2 separate regions of the Mus musculus genome follow, and region 1 is linked to region 2. The links are chromatin contacts, called in public Hi-C maps. All regions are on one chromosome and are shown on one strand. The core of a region is the stretch at or near the end of the contact, and the rest is flanking DNA. Distances in the headings are between cores, read along the strand shown.

Evidence for each region. Hi-C and Micro-C count contacts between places; a contact is called where the count stands out from the background.
Region 1: a contact with region 2 is called in a Hi-C map of bone marrow-derived macrophages, with 35 read pairs. The contact joins the promoter of Piwil2 here to the enhancer-like site in region 2. A contact is called at or near these places in 12 of 39 promoter capture datasets (the 3T3-L1 cell line, 3T3-L1-derived adipocytes, the C10 cell line and 7 more), 4 of 15 datasets of contacts at CTCF or cohesin (CD8 T cells, the NIH/3T3 cell line, large pre-B cells and 1 more), 92 of 484 Hi-C or Micro-C datasets (the 3T3-L1 cell line, the AML12 cell line, B cells and 54 more), 11 of 115 datasets of contacts at active chromatin or transcription factors (astrocytes, bone marrow-derived dendritic cells, bone marrow-derived macrophages and 5 more) and 6 of 9 other capture datasets (adipose tissue, bone marrow-derived macrophages, embryonic stem cells and 3 more).

Annotation. Positions count from the first base shown.
Region 1 is chr14:70,425,511-70,432,207 of GRCm38.p6, reverse strand. Piwil2 (piwi-like RNA-mediated gene silencing 2) reads left to right here and starts at 3,100. Exons shown (of 23, transcript NM_021308.2): 1 at 3,100-3,265; 2 at 5,465-5,701. The coding sequence starts at 5,510. It overlaps Gm24890 (a small nuclear RNA gene), which reads left to right and starts at 3,611; the gene lies at 3,611-3,793.
Region 2 is chr14:70,309,123-70,316,129 of GRCm38.p6, reverse strand. It overlaps Slc39a14 (solute carrier family 39 (zinc transporter), member 14), which reads left to right. Exons shown (of 10, transcript NM_144808.4): 5 at 2,360-2,529; 6 at 5,155-5,274; 7 at 5,859-6,047; 8 at 6,165-6,372. Among named protein-coding and RNA genes, the nearest start is that of Ppp3cc, 23 kb to the right of the region's middle. Within about 2 kb of position 3,344, at least 33 of the 459 cell types and tissues checked have an H3K27ac peak or open chromatin away from gene starts, as enhancers often do. A contact at or near this core is called in bone marrow-derived macrophages, embryonic stem cells, pro-B cells and 1 more, where this site is marked.

The DNA of each region.
Region 1 (6,697 bases), core at 1,851-4,350, 120 kb before region 2:
TCCAGTGAGGTGACTTTGACCACTCACTGTAGTTTCTGAAAATAATCTTACCACATTTTTCAACTTTGTAAACATTTCCAGCCAAACAAAGGCAAGTTCTGATTATAATAATCTCTCCAGTCTTTCAGAGTTGCCAGCGAACATTGCTCACTCTACACAGATATCTGATTTTGTGGATCAAGGAAATGGCCTCTCCAGAATTCAACTCCAAACAGTTTCTAACTGTACCTTTGATTTGGTTCACTATCCCTTTGAAAATTCACGAAGAGCATTTGACTACCATTAGGGCAGTATTGGGAAACAGGGACCAATAAGGGGTGATACAGTCACCATGACTCCACTCTCTAAAACAGATGCATGCTGTTATCAAAAACAGAACCTGAGAAAGTGCCCATAGTAATGAGCTAGTAGCCTCAAGAGGGTGTCAAAGTTCAGTGATACAGTTTTAATATGAAATGAGGCCCATATACACACTGACACAAACTAGAGTTATCACAGAGAAAGGAGCCTCCCTTGAGGAAATGCCTCCATGAGATACAGCTGTATTTTCTCAATTGGTGATCATTTGGGTGGTGCTATCCCTGGGCTGGTACTCCTGGGTTCTATAAGAAAGTAAGCTGAGCAAGCCAGGAGAAGCAAGCTAGTAAGCAGCACCCCTTCTTGGCCTCTGCATCAGCTCCTGCCTCCTAGTTTATGCCCTGTGTGAGTTCTTGTCCTGATTTCCTTTGGTGATGAACAGCAATGTGGAAGTATAAGCTAAATAAATCCTTTCCTCCCTAACTTGCTTCTTGGTCATGATGTTTTGTGCGGGAATATAAACCCTAAGTAAGACAAACTGGTACTGGGAGTGGGGTATTCCTGTGACAGCCTGACCATGGTTTTGAGAGGACTGTAGAAGGACTTTGGAACTTTGGGGTAGAAGAACCATCCGGATGTTAAGAGATCTGTGGGATGTCCTGTAGGAGTTTGGAAGACAATATTCAGAACAGTGCAGAGGGAAGATTAAAGACTTATCAGGGCTGTTGCTGTTTTGACTGTGTGGTTTTGGTTAGCTGGGGCTGAAGAATTAGCTGTGATTAGCAAGATATCAGAACTAATAAAGTGAAACTTTTGAATTACTGGGATGATTGATGCTAGTTAGTTGGAGCTAAGAAATTAGTAGTGGTTAAGAAGATACCAGCATCACTATGGTGAATCTTCTGAGAAGTGTTTCCTGGGAGCACAGAGAAGCTGTGTTCTAGAGACACCCATGGTTGTACCTTGAGTTGGAAACCAGACTTGGTAAAGTGTAAGAGTCACCCAGGTGGTATTGGTTTTGAAACATGAAGATGCTTGGCACTGTGAGAGGCCAGGAGAGGCCATTGGTGAAGGTGCAGCCTCAGTGGCAGTTGAAGGCCCCGGTCTGAAGGGTTCATGTAGAGAAGTTGAGGCTTGGCACCATGAAAAGAGTCTATAAGAGGTTATTTGTGAAAGTGCAGTCCAGTTGTAGCAGAAGACAGCATTGTTTTGGTGATGCCAGTACCATGGGATGGTCACCAAGAACAGCAGCAACAGTGGAGTACAGACAGCTGGAGCCTAGAAGACAACGTGTGTGCTACAAAGGGCAGGGGTGGAGAAGTGACCCAAGTCCTTGGAGGAGCCTAGAAGATCACGAGTCAACCCCAGACCTTGGATGGTCAGAGTTTGATTTTGCTTTTGATTGTGACTGTGCTCTGATATTTTTCCCTCTTGAAGTAAGAAAGTATTTTAGTGGAGCCCACAGTTAAGAGACTTTGAATTATAAACTTGGAATCTCAAAAGAGATTAGATATTTTAAAGGGACTGAAATTTAACATGTAAGAACTTGTAAAGATTGTGGGACTTTTAAGGTTATTTAGATCTTGGCGATGAATAAAGTAAGGGTTGAGGCTTAAAGTGATGTGTTTGTGTGTCAAGTTGACCGGGAGTCAATTGTACTGGCTGGTTTTGTGTGTCAACTTGACACAAGCTAGAGTTATCTCAGAGAAAGGTGCCTCCCTTGAGGAAATGCCTCCATGAGATCCAGCTGTAAGGAATTTTCTCAATTAGTGATCAAGCAGGGAGGGCCCAGCCCATCTTGGGTGGTGCCATCCCTGGAATGGTAGTCCTGGGTTCTATAAGAAAGCAAGCTGAGTAACCAGCTATAAGAAAGTAAACCAGTAAGTAATATCTCTCCATGGTCTCTGCATCAGCTCCTGCTTCCTGACCTGCTTGAGTTCTGTCCTGACTTCCTTTGGTGATGAAAAGCAATGTGGAAAGTGTAAGCTAAATAAATCCTTTCCTCCCCAACTTCCTTCTTGGTCATGATGTTATTTACCAATTGCACCTTAGGGCCTTTAACCTGGGAGGGCAGAGCAGCTCACTATCAGCATGAACATATTAGCTAAACTGTTTACAGGAGCAGCCCATTGAAAGGGATCCAGGGCAACCCCTACGCCTCGAAACTCACTTTAAAATGACTCACATAACTTCTTTTTTTGTTGTTGGTGGGGTTTTTTTGTTTTGTTTTGTTTTGGGCGGGGTGGGGGCAGTTTCGAGACAGGGTTTCTCTGTGTAGCCCTGGCTGCCCTGGAACTCACTTTGTAGACCAGGCTGGTCTCTAACTCAGAAATCTGCCTGCCTCTGCCTCCCGGGATTAAAGGCGTGCCACCTGTTTGAGAGCAACCTCCACATAGCTAGACTGCGTGAAAGGGTGAGCCAATGAGGTGAGGGACTCTTTTGAGTGGTAGGTTGTTTGGCCAATGAGCTGAGCCCTTGGGCTAGGGATCCGGAAATCAGGACCTCGGGCACGAGGCTCATTCCAAGAGGCAGATGAGGCTGTGTTCTGCCTAGACAGGGGGCTTCAGGACCCTGACGACCCTAGGCCAGGTGAGAGGGCGAGACTCAGATGTGGACGGCTAGGAGGGTGAAAGGAGCTGTGGTGCAGGCTTGCCGGGCTGTTTTTTAAAAAGTTCGGGCTCCTGGTGTCGAGCGGGGCGCTCTCAGCCAGGGCCCGCCCACCCTTTTGGGTTGGCATCTGCCCCACGCCCCTCCCCCACGGGCACGAGGTGGCCTGGGCGGGGTCAGGGTGGACTGGAATTCGTTATTCCAGGCCGAGTGTGTGGGAGGAACGCAGGGGCTGGAATAGGAGGGAAAGGAGGTGGCTCCAGGAGAGAGCGAGAGAGGGAGCGCTCGCATCGGGGCTCAGTGGCACCAGACCTAAAAAGAAATCTAGGCAAGGCTCCGGCACAGTCCACGTGGTGGAAAGGTACTTTGCTGTCGCCGACCTTGGGTGGGATTTGCTTTGACGGACTTGGTCTCAGGTTAGGCCTGAGGCCTAGTGCCTCTGCCCAGAGGGCACACGTGGAGACCTGGAGAAGCTAGGCCTGGCCTGGGACCCTTCACTGCTCGGTGGGTGAGATCTAACCCAGGAGAAAACCCGCTTGAAGGAAAGACCTTCTGGAGGAGGCGTCCAGTCTGTGAACGGGATAATAGGAGGGTAAAAAGGATTCCAGAGATCTGTGCTGTCACATCCCTTCCTATGTGCCAGTTAGGCAACTGACTTCCAGATTCTTGGGTAAGGCTAGGGTGGTGTGGCAAAAACTGAGGGGGAAAAAAAGGCTTATGTTGTGAGTGGCACACACGGGGCAACTCGATTGCTCTGCGTGCGGAATCGACATCAAGAGATTTCGGAAGCATAATTTTTTTGGTATTTGGGAAGCTGGTAAAAAAAAAAAAAAAAAAGATTGAGGAGGACTTTTAGCAATTGAGGGGTTGAGTATCTGTCGTCTTTCTATGCGAGGCTGGATTTCTCTAGCTAATAATGCTGGCGGGTTTTCAAAAGCTCAGAAGAGATTCCTGGGATTGGAGTGTAGCTCAGAGGTCTAATGCATGCTTAACATACATAAGGCCTTGGATCTGCTCCCCAGGATAAGAGGGAAAAAGGAAGAAAGAAAAAAAGATTCTTGAGGAACCAGGAACAGGGTCAGGGCAATAAAAGAACTCTTTTACAGAGTTGAGACTTGAAGGCCATGAGTTATTAAACGATTTTGAAGAGGCCTTGATGGTTCTTAGACTTGAGGTAGGCTCAGCAACTCCTCCCTAAGTTAGCAGAGGAGGGAAGGAATTCAATGGACCCCATGAAAGCCAGCAAGTAGTATAGACTCAAATCAACAACTTTGAACCCTGGAGACCTCAGGCCTGTTGGTGTTTTAAAATAAAACAAAAACTCCACCCCCCCCCCAATAAAAAACTGGAAAAGATTCAGAAAAGCAACTAAATCCAATAAGTTGAATGCAGTTATAGATGACAGAGAAAAAAAACTGATATAGAAGAAAAACTAAAACCCAAACGTATTTGTTGACAGAATAATTTTGTGGTATGGAGGTATTAACTACAACAGAAGTCATCCCTATATGTAAAAAATTGTTCCTTTTGACACTAGGTGGTTAGTTGATGGACAGTTCCCTGAGAGGTCATTTAGGTAGAGCAGCTAAAGGTGCTTTGGCTAGTGGGAGGTTCTTAGCTCAAATTGGAGCCTTCATGGCACACAGGAGCTTATTTCTGTAATTCCAGCACACAGGAAGATGGCAAGTTCAAGGCCTGCCTGTGCTATGCAGCAAGATGCTTTCTCAAAAATAAGACAGGTATGGTGGTACATGCCTGTTTTCCCAGAACTTGGGAGCCTGAGGCAGGAGGATTGTCAAGCATTCAGGGCCAGGTAGGGCTCCATAGCGAGATTCTGGCCTGCTTCTAAAGAAAAAAACTGGAGAGATGGATCAGCACCTAAGAGCACTGACTGCTCTTTCGAATGTCTGAAATTCAAATCCCAGCAACCACATGGTGGCTCACAACCATCTGTAATGAGATCTGACACCCTCTTCTGGGGTGTCTGAAGACAGCTACAGTGTATTTACATATAATAAATAAATATATCTTAAAAAAAAAGAATTCTCTCTGTAGACCAGGCTTTCCTTGAATTCAGAGATTATTGTGTGGTGTTGCCACCCAGTAACACCTATCAACAAGTATGTGCTTCCCATACACTCCTGGACACATGGCCTTTCCCTGGAGCATGGTCAGTTGGTAAAGAGAAATGACTCCCCTTCTTCTGCTATCAGTTGCCAATAGCTCCTTGGCAGAGGGTGGGACTTCATGCCCACCTACCCTGTCCATGCTGGGAGGTGGTGTGGTGTGAGCAGTAATCAGTAGTCACTTTTTGATTGTGTGTAAGTCCCATTGCACAAGATGAAAGAAGCTGTGACTAGACAGGCCAGGAACATGTGACAAGACAGGTCCTAGGCCCTAGGGTAGACTTTATGACTGTTATTCTGCTTAATGGACGTAGTTTTAAACTGACTCCTGATGAAGTGTTATAGCCAAAGATTAATGCATCTCTCAACTCCCATCAGAAAAGATTCTATTTACAGTAGATGGTGAATTTTTAATCCTTTGAAAATTCTGGCAGATAAGGAATTGGAACAGAACCAACAGTCGTTTCTACAGCCTCTCAATGGATCCTGTCAGGCCGTTGTTCAGGGGGCCCACCCCAGTCCACCCATCTCAGTGTGTGCGGATGCCAGGCTGTTGGCCTCAAGCTCCTAGACCTTTGGAACCAGCTTGGGGTAGGGCAGGACCTGCAGGCAGAGGCCTTGTGTTTAGAAAACCAGAAGACTCCAGCCCACCACTCCAGCCAGTACAAAAGGTAAGGCCACTCAGAGGGCTTAGGAGCTAGAAGGCTAGCTGTATAATCAAGGGCTGTTATTTTTAATCTTTGGTTTGTGTTGACAAGTAATTGCATTTTGTGGTCGCGCAACTCAAGACCTAGAGAAAGTGCCTCAAAGTAAACACTAGATGGACTTGGGGCGGTTTTAAGGTTGGCTTCGAGCTTCAGTCCTCCACCCCATCATTTCTTCAGTTTGCCATCCTTGAATGCATAGTTAAAGTGTTTAAACACAAGCAGAAGTTGTCGAGTTTGCCATCCTTGCATGTATAGTTGAAGGGTTTAAACACAAGCAGAAGTTGTCGAGTTTGCCATCCTTGCATGTATAGTTGAAGGGTTTAAACACAAGCAGAAGTTGTCAAGTTTGCCATCCTTGCATGTATAGTTGAAGGGTTTAAACACAAGCAGAAGTTGTCGAGTTTGCCATCCTTGCATGTATAGTTGAAGGGTTTAAACACAAGCAGAAGTTGTCGAGTTTGCCATCCTTGCATGTATAGTTGAAGGGTTTAAATACAAGCACAAGTCGCTGCTTCTGAGTGTTCAGCTTCTTCTCGGGTTGGCTCTGTAGTACTGACAACAACAGAGAGCACTGTTGTATGTTTAGTCAGATGAAATGCTTTTTGTCTGTATGTAGCTTTTATTTGCCTAGCAGTTCTAACTGGCACAACAGCCAGCTTTCAGGACTACCACAGCAGTACAGCGATAGGGCTCATGGGATCGTGTTTAAGAATAAAAAACAAACAAAAAAAACAACAAAAAACCCCACAAGATGGGACCAAGGATGTAACTCAGTTGGTGGAGCACCTCCCTGACATGCACAGAACCTGGGATTTGATTCGCAGCACCAGTTAAACCAGATGTGGATGCACAGATATGAAATCCTAGAGCTATGGAAGTAGAGACAGGAGAATCAAGTTCACTATTCACCTTTGACTATAGCAAGTTTGAGACCAGCCTGTTAAAAAAAAAAAAGTAAAA
Region 2 (7,007 bases), core at 2,095-4,594:
TTTCTAAAGTCCTATAGCACTAGCAAGGGCTACCAGACCTAACCTGTTTTGCCATCATAAGTACACATACTGTCTAACTCATGGTACTCCACCATGTTGCGTCTCCAGTCTCTTCCTCTAAAGGGTAAGCTGCTCAGATAACAGCCTCAACCTTGTTTTCCCGAGGCTTCCCTAACAAGAGATGGAGTCAGCAGACATTTCCTGAGGGGCTGCTGGATCTCTGTATGCCTACATCACTGTCAGCAGCGTTACTCCCTCAGTAATGGAGGCCCTCGTCTGTTCTTGTTCCTCCACAGTGTGGGGCTTTGGGTTCCTCAGTGTCTCACTGATTAACCTGGCCTCTCTCCTGGGAGTCCTGGTCCTGCCGTGCACGGAGAAAGCGTTTTTCAGCCGTGTGCTCACTTACTTCATCGCCCTGTCCATTGGAACGCTGCTCTCTAACGCCCTTTTCCAGCTCATCCCAGAGGTGCAGTAGAACAGGCGCGCGTTCACTTTTCCTGGGCTGACGCAGCCCAGTCCCCCTCGGGCTGACATTCTCCCTCTGTGTTCTTAAGGCCCCCAACAATTGCCACCCGAAAAATGAATTGACTCTTCATATCAGGGGTCTAATAACTTCTCTCATGTCTCTGTTCACTCAAGTTGGCCTCTGGCCTCTTCGGATGATATCAGATGCAAGGTTCTAAAACATTTGTGCTCCCTTTTGGGGAATCTCTTTTGACTCCATTTCAGAGCCTTGATTTATAGGAGTCCAAAGCAAAGTTGCCGTTTGTGCATTCTATGTGCCAGGCAGGAGCTGACAATTAAGGGAAATCTTGGGGGTGCTCATGTGTGGACTCCAGTTGATCCTCAATGATGTGTGAGGCAGAGGGAGGGAGGTCACCAGGGGAACTGGCCTCAATGGTGTGATCCTGATTTTAATTAAGGCAGCTGTGGCAGCTCATGCCTGCAGTTGCAGCACTTGAAAATCTGAGGCAGGAGGATCACAGCTTGGTCAACCTAAAAAATAGGTTGTTCCCACCAAAAACAAAACAAAACAAAACAAAAAACCAAAAACAAAAAAAACCAATCACAGTATAAGAGAAGCTCATTCGTTTGTGCCTTGCATCCTGATCTTTCCCGGATAGGTCTGACTTCCTGGTCCACTCACCTAACTGTTTTTAAATGTTCAATAATTCTGTTTTTTAATCGCCATCACTGAGGAGCTGCAAAAATAAGATCCAAGTTGAGAGTCTTCCCAGCTGTTCAGCTCAGGCACATGTCACTGTTGGAGAAGTAACTTGTAGCTACCTAGTTGGCCACTTTGGTGCCGTGAGATCTTTTATAAAGGCTCACATCATTGGCTTTTTGGCCCTCCTCAACCAAGAGGTTAACTGAGGAAAGCTTCTCTCTGAGGTGTCACGCCTCACCCGCTCCCCCTTCATCATGAGGGAAGAACTGAATTAAGGCTACCTCCCTTGTTTTTCCTGAGAGGCCTCACCTTGGGCTATTTTTTCAGCTCCAGCCATTGAATTTACTAATTTTTTTTTTAAGGATTTGAAATGAAGTGTTTTATTGCCTGTTTGATTGGGACTACTACCATCGTCCCTGTTCCGCCCTTTGGGACACACAAGGGTCAACAACCTGGTACAGTTCTGTACTGTCTCCTCACAACCCAGAGTGTGTCACTTTGGAAAATGCATTTGAAATTAATTTTTATAACGAGTTGGTCTTGGAACTCTGCTTTCTACCCCAGATCTCTCAAAGCAAATGGGAACACACATAGCTGCTCAGAGACTGAATCTGACAGGCAGCCTGCTCTGTGACCCTCCCGTCCTGTACGCAACTTTGTTGTTTCTTGCACAAACCGAATGATCCTTGGGTAGTGTCACACTCGCCACTGTGATGTGGCTTAAATAGGCACAAGTAGAGCCAACGACACACCAAACCTTCTCTTCCCACTCGCTCTGGTGTCCTGTTAAAAGACCTTGAGTCCTAAGTCTGCACCGGGCCCGAGCACGTGCTGAATGCGTGCATGCGATGAGGCAGTAGCCTGCCCTGTTTGCCAGTCACACCAGCTGGCAGGTATGACTCAGGGCACCTTGGGAGCAGGGGCAGTAGTCACAGGGTTCCGAGACCACCTCAAATTCCTCCTCATACCTCCTGCACTGATTGAAGGAAATTGCATCAGACCCAAATCACTAACAAATCTCCTATTTCTCTCTCTCTCTTTCTCTCTCTCTCTCTCTCCCTCCCTCTCTCTCTCTCTCTCTCCATCTCTGGTCTTTCTTTTTGGGTTCCTTTGTTCATACCCACAATTCTCCTGTCCACCTCCTTCCCGTCCTGGTGGTTGCCTTGCTCCCTGTCCTGGGTGGGCTGGCAGTATGGGGGTACGGTTTCCTCTGCGTTACCGTCATCTCCCTCTGCTCCCTCATGGGGGCCAGCGTGGTGCCCTTCATGAAGAAGACTTTTTACAAGAGGCTCCTGCTCTACTTCATAGCCTTGGCGATTGGAACCCTCTACTCCAACGCCCTCTTCCAGCTCATCCCAGAGGTATGACAAGCTGCAGCGCTCTCACCAGAGCACCCCTGTCAGCGAGGGGCAGTAGGCACAGTGGGGGGAGCCTCTATGTACATGGAAGTTACAGGGACTGGCCCCCAAGACTCCTTTGTTTGGAAAGGAAAGCTAGGACCAAGCTAGGCAAGATTTAAGGGCTAGGTTAAAATCCCATCCTTAACCAGACCCCACACATGGACGAGCCATTCACTTCTGTTCTTTGTATAAGATGAGAAACAATAGGATGACTCTCAAAGGCATATGGGTGCCTCCCAAAGGCTGGGACCGTAGAGTGAAACGCCAATGAAACTTGGCACTGAAAAGATGGCTCAGCTGGTTCGATTCGCAGTACCCACAGGGAGCTTACAAACTCTAACTCCAGTTCCAGATAGTCTCATGCCCTTTTGTGGCCTCTGCAGGTACCAGGTGTGTGTCCGCGACCACACACACACACACACACACACACACACACACACACAGTGCACACATGTACATGCAGGCAAAACACACTTACACATAGGTGGAAGACAAGCAACCTCGAATAGCTCTGACCCTCAGTGTGGGGCTTTAATTTAGAGAAGCAAACCACAGCGAAACCCCCAGTTCTCAGTAAAAACCCAGCTCTTTGGTAGGGAGTTTGAGGGCAAAGGAAATCCAGAGGAAGCAGGACATTTGTGGTACCTTCACGGTGGGTGACCTTCCACGGGAGAGAAGGGAGCCACTGTTTTGAAGCCTGCGTGATTTAGAGAGTATGTTCAGTGGACCTGCTAATTATAATAAGCACAATGCATTTCACTGCGGGTGGTCTGACAAGCCTGAGCAAAGGCAAGGGCCAGTCTCACATGCTTCTGAGAACACTGTTTTCTACAGTATTGTTTTGTGTTCTAGGTGGAGCAATTGTGATGTCTGTTAAATGAATCATGTCTCTCCCTGCTCCCACGCCCCCTACCCCCCAAAAAAGTCTGACCTGCATGAGTGGCCACTACCCTAAGCTTAGGTCTAATGAGTCCTGTGCTCTTGAGTCCCGCCTCACCTACTGGCTCGTCCTTCACTTTTTCCCAGGGTGCACCTCTTCTCCAGAAGAGCTGGCCTGCAAGCAGGGTTTCTTTAACATTTGCCCTCCTGGTCTCTTAGAGGCCGAGGCTAGAGCAGCCCTCTAAGGCGCGTGCTGCCTTAAACTGCAGGAAGAGAAATGTTTGCCCTTGAAGTCACTTGGGGTTCTCCTTCAGGAGGGTTAGCTCTTGTCTCTGTCCTGTTCCCAAGAGACCTGGAGTATATTTTTGGAGATAGCCTCACCTCATGGGTTTAGACTTGCTGTCTTCCTGCCTCCGTCTCCCAAGTACTGGGAATTGAGCCTGTTTTCTGTTAGAAACGACACAAACAGGTCATTGGATACTTGGCACCATAAACCAGGAGCCAGACTTAGGACAGCTCTCTGGCTACTCCCACCTTCTTTTACCCTTCCTTACTTAAGTGAAATTTCCAGAAAGAACTCAGAGCAGCATACCCCCCAGTCCATTCTTTTCAAAAATATTTTTATTTTGTTCTAGAGAAATGGAACCTTTGCTGGGCAGGCTGGCCTTAGAGTCCTGGGGTCCTCCCACCTCCTCCTCCTGAGTTTGGGAAACTGCAGGCTTGTGGAACTAGGCCTGGCTTTTATCCACCCCAAGATGCCTGCAGGGACAGAGCCTGCTTTTTTTGGTTTGTGGTCCTTTCAAGATTCTGTGGTCAGGACGATGCTGCAATTCTTGCTGTGGAACTAGAATGGATTTTCTCCTTTTAGCAATCGTAACTAAGCCACTTCCCGTTGTGTTTACGGGCAGATGAACCGAGGACAGTAGATGAGGCAAAAATAAACGCAGGTGGCCTCCCTTTATACGTGGAATTTGCTGACTAAGTGCTTTTGTGGCTAAGCACTAACAGAGATTAAGACAGCGTCCTCATTAAAAGGAGACAACCACCTTTTAATCCCCAGATCTGGGGAGGTAGAGGCAGGCTGACCTCTGTGAGTCTGAGGACAGCTTGGTCTATGTAGTGAGACCTAGTCAAAAAGAAAAGAAAAAGAAAGCAAGCAAGCCAAGTGGCCATGGTAGTTCCTGCCTATCATGCGACCCAGAATGCTTGCCGCTCTTCCCGCTCTTCCCGAGGCCCAGGGTTTGGCTCCCAGCGTGCACATGGCTCCCGGGTGGGTGCCTACAGCTCCAGGTTCAGGTGAACTGGCACCCTCCTCTGGCCTCCTCAGCCACCTACATGCATATTTGCAAACGCACACATTCACGTACACATAAATAAAAGTTAAGTAAATGTAAAATACATATAATAAAACCCTAAGAGCTGGAGATGTAGCTTAGTGGTAAGGTGATTGCCTAGCAAACCCAAGGTCCTGGATCCAAATGCCCAGGATCAGAAAAGCCTAAAGACAGCCTGCCTTTTGTATCCAAAGAGAATATGCAGGCACCAGGCTAGTGCTGGCGAGTCAGGGGAATGCAGAGGCTAGGTTTCTGCTGGCCGGAGAATGGGCAGCCAGCAGACTGCCCGTCTCCCAGAGTGGAGAGTGGTAAGCAGATGAGAGCCGCTGAAGGCTTATGTTTGTAAACTCATTCTGTTTTCCTGCGCCCACAGGCTTTTGGCTTCAACCCTCAGGACAATTACGTCTCCAAGTCTGCAGTGGTGTTTGGGGGTTTCTACCTTTTCTTTTTCACAGAAAAGATCCTGAAGATGCTCTTGAAGCAGAAAAACGAGGTGAGGCCCAGTTGTTAATGATGACCTATCCAGTGGAAAACCCTAACCTCGAAAACAAAAGTGCTGACGTGGGTCGGTGGGGTGTAGCAGCGCGTGACGGCGCTTGCAGAGCAAGCCTGGCATTCTCTCTATAGAGGACAGTAAAGAGGTTTGGTTACAAGCATCCAGGAACAGCTCTGACTGGTGTAGCTCCTGTATAAGAGGCCTCCTGTCGCTGGCATGGGGTCACTGCCTGTTAGAGTTGAATGAAGTGGCCATCTTAAAAGAGCAACCTAAGAACTTAGAGTAGTGGTCACCTCACTGGATTGGGTGACAGCAGGAGACTTCTTTGCCTACTAGAAAGTCCCTGTCTTTGTATGTGTTGCCACCGGCTATACCAATTTCTCTACGTCCCTGTGTGTGACCTGCTCAGTTTCCTTGGATATAGGAATAAGCTCTTCCCCAGCCTTGGCGTGCTTCCTCCAAGTGGTGGGCGCCGGGCTGGGCTGGGCTGGGCTGGGCTGGGCTGGGCTGGGCTGGGCTGGGCTGGGCTGGGCTGGGCTGGCAGTTTTGATCAGTAACACTGCTCACTCTTCCTACCCTAGCACCATCACGGGCATAACCATTTTACCTCCGAGACACTTCCTTCCAAGAAGGACCAGGAGGAGGGTGTGACCGAGAAGCTACAGAACGGGGACCTGGATCACATGATCCCTCAGCACTGCAACAGCGAGCTGGATGGCAAGGCGCCTGGCACGGACGAGAAGGTCATTGTCAACTCCATGTCTGTGCAGGTCAGCAGCCCTGAGTGCCCCCGGGGAAGCCTCGACACAGAAGCCACGCCTTTGTGAGTCAGGCTCTCCGGAGGTCACTCTGTAACCTGAAGTCCACTGGTGTGTCCTTTCTCATAGGACCTGCAGGCATCCCAGAGTGCTTGCTACTGGCTCAAGGGGGTCCGCTACTCTGATATCGGGACCTTGGCCTGGATGATCACCCTGAGCGATGGGCTCCACAATTTCATCGATGGCCTGGCTATTGGTGCCTCCTTCACTGTGTCTGTCTTCCAAGGCATCAGCACGTCAGTGGCCATTCTCTGTGAGGAATTCCCTCATGAGCTGGGTGAGTGCTTAGTCCCTGTCCCCGTGTTCCAGCTGTCTCAGTTTTTGTCTGAGACACCGAGACACCCTTCTTGCATCACATCCCTGCTGCTCCTCCCACCTCCACCACAGCACTCACTGAATTAACGCCCTGTCTCGCTAACTCTGGAATTATAACAGTGGAGCATAGCTTAGAACTATAGAGGTTCTTACAGGGAGATTTTTATCCCATGAGCCCTGTGTCCTGTGGCTTAATTTTCCCACCTGTATAGCATGATTAATACCTACACCTGCCTTTTAGAATCATCAAGGGGATTATAGGCAAACAAATGTTGAAAAGGACTTGCCAGGTGCCACACAGTATTGTGGCTACTCAGTAAAGATCCCCTCTTTATGTCCTGCATCCTGTAGAAGCTAGAAAGCATGTCATGTGAATGAAGCAGAAAAGCCAGCGCCTAGGGGTGCGTGTAGTTTTATCAAGGGAGTCTAAGAAGCCATGACTCAGGACCCAGTGACAACACGGGCTCCTAACTTTGGCATTTATTGGCTTGAGCACTAATTTCTCCCTCTCTCAAGTCTGGTCCTGACCGTGCCATCCGTTAGGAGACAGGGAGCTATTTTCATTTCACCATCAGTCAAAAAAGAAGTGAGGATGTT